Linked DNA regions of Ovis aries: region 1 is linked to region 2. A link is a contact called in public Hi-C data. All regions are on one chromosome and are shown on one strand. Each heading gives the region's core, a stretch centred on a gene start, on an enhancer-like site or on the middle of the called end of the contact. The rest is flanking DNA. Distances are from core to core; before and after follow the strand shown.

What was found. A called contact is a pair of places that touch in the nucleus more often than the background predicts.
Region 1: a Hi-C map of liver shows a contact between it and region 2, with 5 times the contacts expected there. The contact joins the enhancer-like site here to the promoter of NEDD9 in region 2. A contact is called at or near these places in 2 of 16 Hi-C or Micro-C datasets (blood and liver).

Annotation. Positions count from the first base shown.
Region 1 is chr20:44,169,212-44,172,124 of ARS-UI_Ramb_v3.0, reverse strand. All of the region lies in intron 1 of NEDD9 (neural precursor cell expressed, developmentally down-regulated 9), which reads right to left. Among named protein-coding and RNA genes, the nearest start is that of NEDD9, 110 kb to the right of the region's middle. Within about 2 kb of position 1,259, at least 19 of the 54 cell types and tissues checked have an H3K27ac peak or open chromatin away from gene starts, as enhancers often do. A contact at or near this core is called in liver, where this site is marked.
Region 2 is chr20:44,062,353-44,065,376 of ARS-UI_Ramb_v3.0, reverse strand. NEDD9 (neural precursor cell expressed, developmentally down-regulated 9) reads right to left here and starts at 1,424. Exons shown (of 8, transcript XM_060403510.1): 1 at 1,213-1,424.

The DNA.
Region 1 (2,913 bases), core at 10-2,509, 110 kb before region 2:
TCACGCAGAGAGGCTGTGAAAACCTTTTCTTTCTGTGGAGCCCAGACAGCCAGCTTCAGTCCAGGGCTACTGAGTCAGGGCCTCCAGGAAGCTGAGTTACACAGAGTCAGCCAAACTTCCCTGTTGCCTCCACTCACACCAGCCTTTCCAGGCCTCAGCCCCTTCCCCTCCGCCCTTCATGGCTCCTCATTTAGGAAAAGGGGAGCCAGTCTGCGCTGCCCAGCCCCCAACCCATCTCTCCACCAATAGAGCAGAACCAGGAGGTGAAGTGGGGTGAAGAGGGGCAGTGGAGGGGGGCGGTGGTATGCTGTGGGAGGTGGGGGCGGTGAAGACTGGAGGCCCAGCCATGTCTTTCCCTCTTTATGAGCTGCAACTTTGGGCAAGTCACTTCTCTCCCAGCTCAATTTCTTTCCTTGCAAATCTGCGCTAAAAATCCTCAATATCTCCAGCTCAGAGTTATCTCTACGTTCAAAAGAGGTGATGGGCAGTGTACAGTCTTACCCAACCTTCTAAACTGAGATGTTCACAGTTCACAGTTCTTCAGGAGCTAGTCTGGGCAATGAAAAACTAATTTACAATTGGCTCTTAATGGCCAATCAAGGGCATCCCGGCAGCTCGGCCAGTAAAGAATCTGCCTGCAAAGCAAGAGACCTGGGTTTGATCCCTGGGTTGGGAAGATGCCCCTGGAGAAGGGAATGGCAACCCACTCCAGTATTCTTGCCTGGAGAATCCCATAGACAGAGGGGCCTGGCAGGCTACAATCCATGGGGTCACAAGGAGTCGGACATGACTGAGCGACTCACACACACATTTAATGGCCAAACGTGACTTCAAGGGTTACACCATCTGGGTAACATATTTCATTTCTGTCTGGTCTCTTCTGGGACATCCAGCCTTAAGAAGAAAGCATTTAAGGTGAGGATTTCAGGTGTCAGGCTGACCTCTAGAGGCAATGCCTTGAGAGAGAAGAGTCTTTGAAACACTCAGATCAGTTTTGACAGTTGTCCTTTTGACTCCTACATAAAGCCGACCTCGCCCCCACACCCTTCCCAACCCCACAGCCACCAGAGGCTCATATAATCTGGACAGGCCACAGCTGGTTGAGACGCCACTGTCATTGTTATCCTGCTAGGTTTTTGCAGCTCTTGCCTCATCAAAACTGTTTTTACAAGTTGCAGAGACCAGGCCGACGTGGGCAGCCCCAAACAGAAGAAGTCTTATCATCCGGCTTTGGCAACTTCCTGTCCTCTGCGCCTCACTGCAGGAGCAGAAATAGAGACTCACAGACTCTCAGAGGAGATGGGAAGTCAGAAGGCGGCAGGCCCGCCTGTCCTCAATGTCACCAGCCAGCGGACAGGCTTACTGAGCACCCGCTCTGTACAAGAGGCTGTAGTGGGGGCTGGGGACATATGACCAAGATGCTGAGCAAGACCTCTCGATCGCTGGTCCTGAGGAAGGGAGGTGGGCAAGGAGACAGGCGGTTGGGCTGCTCGGGTAAGCAGAATAGAGGTGTTCGCTTGGGGGCTCGTGGAGAGGATGGGATGTCGGCCAGGCCTGGGAGAATCAGAAGAGGTTTTGGGGGAGAGGAGTCCTGAAGGAAGATGAGAGGGAGCCGGCAGATGATCACAGAGTTGGGCGAAAAGACGTTCCGGGGGGAGCTGATGGCACGTGCAGGGCAGAGAGGCCAGGAAGGAAAAGAGGCGGGAAGGGAGCAGGGGAGACCGAGGGGGCGGAGTGAGGGCTGAGGAGGCCCAGGGCCAGGGCACGTGGCTGAGCTCACGGTCAGGGCGACGACAGACGAGGCCGGAGCCGGAGCCCGAGCCCGGTCGGGAGGGGCCTCCACCTTGAGAGGAGTCACGGCTTCGCCCCGCAGACAACAAGGGGGGACTCCGAAGGCTTTAAACAGCGCAGTGGTTAGGGAACGGTAGATAAACTTAGATCCCTTCGGTGGGCCCCTGGCAGACAGCAGAGGCAGGTCAGCTTATTGGCACCAAGTCCACAGCTGCTGCCTACAAGCACACGGCCCGGCCCGCCCTCCGCGGCTCGCGCTCCGCCTGCAGGTGCTCGCGACAGGGCAAGCCTTCCCTTATCCCGCTGTGTCCCGGGTTTCCTCTCCTGCAGTGTTAACACGCCTGGGCCCTTCTGCTCCCTCTCACTGGACACAGGAGAGTTTATCCCCAGAAATCTGGGGCTTGGGCACCCCAGCCTCCCCCTCTTATCTCTCCTCCAGAGAAGTGAGTCATCTATACCCCAGCCATCCAAGTGTAGATGGGATCCGAGAAAGCCTCTCCGGGTGGGCAGCACAGACGTTTACACTGAGCCCAGCCTGCTGTGCCTTGGAACTATCAGAGTCTGGCCTTTGTTTCATGGATTAACTAGCGCTGCCATGGAGCTCGCCTCTTCACTCTTGCCTGTTCCCCAGGAACATGCTCTTTTTTGTATTTCTTTGTTGCATTCTGCTCAGCTTCTTCCGGCAGCTTAATTTGGGTGTCTTAATGCCACCCCTCCTCCCAGGCAACACGGCACAATGGTTGGAGTTTGAATGCTCGCTCAGTTCATTATTAACTCTGTCTTCAGGTAAGTGACTTAACCTGTCTGAGCTTCAGTTTCCCATCTGTGTAAGGCTGATACTGTCTATTCCTCAGAACTGTGGGGAGTGCAGCTAATTTATTAACAGGTATTGTCCTTGGTGGGCTTCCCTGGTAGCTCAGTTGGTAAAGAATCCACCTGCCATGCAGGAGACCTGGGTTCGATCCCTGGGTTGGGAAGATCCCCCAGTAGGCACGTGAGAACTGAGAGCTATTAATCATAAAAACAATGGTAGTATTAATGATGACCCACAGCCCTGGCTCTCCTGACTTAGCATCTCTATTTTCCCATCTGTTAAATGAGGATGAGAGTAGTTACTTAGTA
Region 2 (3,024 bases), core at 175-2,674:
ACCAGGAATAAATGTGTGAATATACTACAGATGCTACATATATTATTAACAATTTGATGTTAATAAATTCAACAGCTAGATGAAATTCCTAAACAATGCAACTTACCAAAACAGACACAACAAGAAATAGGAAATATTGCTGAAAATGCATTTATTAAGTAAACTGAATTTGTGATTGAACTCTTTCCTTAAATACATCAGGGTCAGATGGTATCACTGGTGAACTCTTTTAAACATTAAGGTAAGAAAAGGTATCAAACTTACATAAATGTTTTCCAAAACAGAAGATGAGGAAACGCTTTGCAATGTGTTCTATGAGGTCAGCTAGACCCTGGTACTAAATCTGACACAGTCATTTAAAAAAAAAAAGAAAGAAAATAAAAACACCGGTCGTTTCCAACTGGCTACCTAGTCTGGTTTCCTTTTCCCTCCCCCAACAGGCACACACACTGCGGGGAGGGAAGGGAAGAACAGGTTAGCTGGTGGGCGACATCATCAGACTGTCCCCAACTGAACAAGGAAGTTGATGCAGCCCCATGTGACTTTCTTCAGGTTCCTGCAAGATCTAGACAGAAGCCAGAATTCGGCAAAGAAATGTAAGATACACGACTTAGAAGATAAACCACTTGATCTGCTAAGCAAACATTATTGCCAAATGCCTTAAGTAACTGATGGCTTGTAAAACGAGTACTTATGAGAGAGTTCTTTGAGATTATGCTATGCCAGCAGTCATTGATGTCACCAGTCATACGAACAACCCACATGGGGACACTGAAGATGAATAAAATAATGGAGTGATCATGAAATCAGAAATACAAACAGAAAAAGGAAATGGTAAAATTCTGAACTGGAACAAACACAAAGGAAGGAAACCTATAGCAATCCTCGGAACGCTGATGCAGAAGAAGAAGGCAAAGAATAAGATTTTTTTATCCTTAAATTATGCAGAGAATAAGGTCGAAGAGTGCCTAAAATCTTTATCGGAAGTTCCATTTTTATAAAGCACATGTCTGGGTTAATGAAGCTGACAAATATCTCAAAAGGTCTCTTTTCTCCTTCTGGCGTGCAGAGGATTTTCTGGCCAGGCAGTTCTGAGAAAATGCTTTGAGACAACGGCAACTGACACATCCATCTTTTTGAAAACACAGCAAAAATAGGTGCTGGAGATGGCGAGAGTGTCACCGGAAAGAAATAGGAAAGTGAGAGACTCACCTCTTCCATTATCACTGATAATAAGATGGGCATAGCGGGGGAAGAGCAATCACCAGTATTGCTGAGGTTCATCAGGGAATCAAGGTCACAGTGAGGAATACGGACTCTCTTCCTTCAGAAGCTGATGCAGACATTTTAGCTGTGAAATTTCACTCCGTGCTAATGGAAGAGCAGGGGACAAACATGCACTGATGCGGTCTGGCTTAGATTATGTCTAGTGGACTTTCCCCCGAATGCAAGTCATGCTGACTAGACTTTTAGGGAATAACCCCATGGTATGTACACAGTCTATTTTTCCTCTGCCTTAAATATGCGGTTGTCAGAAGCAGTGTCTGTTGTGGGAATTATCTGTTGCTTTGTGAACAATTAAAGATGTTTGTTCTTTTTTCTGTTGATCACAACTGCTATAGAGCTCAACAATGTAATATCTGTTCTCTTTTAGAACAGTGAGGGATAAAAGGCAAATGAACCAAAGCAAATTTGCCATTCTCCATGAATAGCGGGTATAATGCTTTTGGAATTTTTGTAGAACTCCTGCAAATCCTTGCTTTATGTTTAGATGGCATAAATAATGATACAAATGTTAGCTAGAATAACTTTATAGCTGGTTGAGATTTTGTTCCCCGTAGTGCACTGACAGATTTTTCATTTTAATTATCATTGTTGTTCATCAAAATGTCCTATTTTTTAAAAATAGCCTTTGGGAAAATTCCCAGGGCCACACTTCCGATATTTCTTTGCTGCCAGCACCTTTACTGCTGAATTGCATTATATGAAGGGATGGAAAATATCTATATTTATTGTAAATTTTGATTTGAAAAAACCGTGATGCAGCACCAGACTTGATTTTAAGTCGAATTTCCTAGAACTTCCTTGGGGCTCAGCAAGATAATCTCCACTAACCCTTGAGAATTACTGTAAACAAATACTTGCTGTCCCAACAATGAGGCACATTACTCAGGACCTTACAGATATTTTCTTAGAATAGCACCTCACCATTCTTAAATGCTTATCTCTTACAGCCTCAGTCACAGAACAGCTCACAGTCAACACCATGCCAACATGTAGCAAAGTGACTAATCCACTCTCAACACACTCTCTGCCAACCTTTGCTGTTGGTGCTGCGTGCTAAGTTGCTTCAGTCATGTCTGACTCTTTGCAACCCTATGGATTGTAGCCCACCAGGCTCCTTTGTCCATGGGATTCTCTAGGCAAGAATATTGGAGTGGGCTGCCATGCCCTCCTCCAGGGGCTCTTCCCTGGATCGAACCCAAGGATCGAATTCAGGCCTCTTAGGTCTCCTGCATTGGCAGTTGGGTTCTTTACCACTAGCGCCACCTGGGAAGCAGGATCAAACAAAACACGGAGGGAAAGACATAGAGCATCCATTAACCATGTACAAAGCCCCCTACCTGTCTCACTTCAATTTTTTTCTTATTATTTATATATGGCTGAAGGATTTCTCTGCAGCTCAAATTGTAAAGAATCTGCCTGCAATGCAAGAGATCAGAGTTCAATTCCTGGGTCAGGAAGATCCTCTGGAGAAAGGAATGGCAACCCACGCCAGTATTCTTGCCTGGAGAATTCCACGGACAGAGAAGCCTGGCAGGCTACAGTTCACGGGGTCACAAAGAGTCGGACATAACTGAGCAACTAATACATACACACATGCATGGCTGAAGATCCCATATATTCTTCCTTGATGAAGTCTGAGAATGAGAGCAGTGAAATTAGATGACAGCATCTTAAGCATAATTAAGAAATATTTCAACAGACCAGAGGTCAAATAACTTTAACATAATCCCTGATATA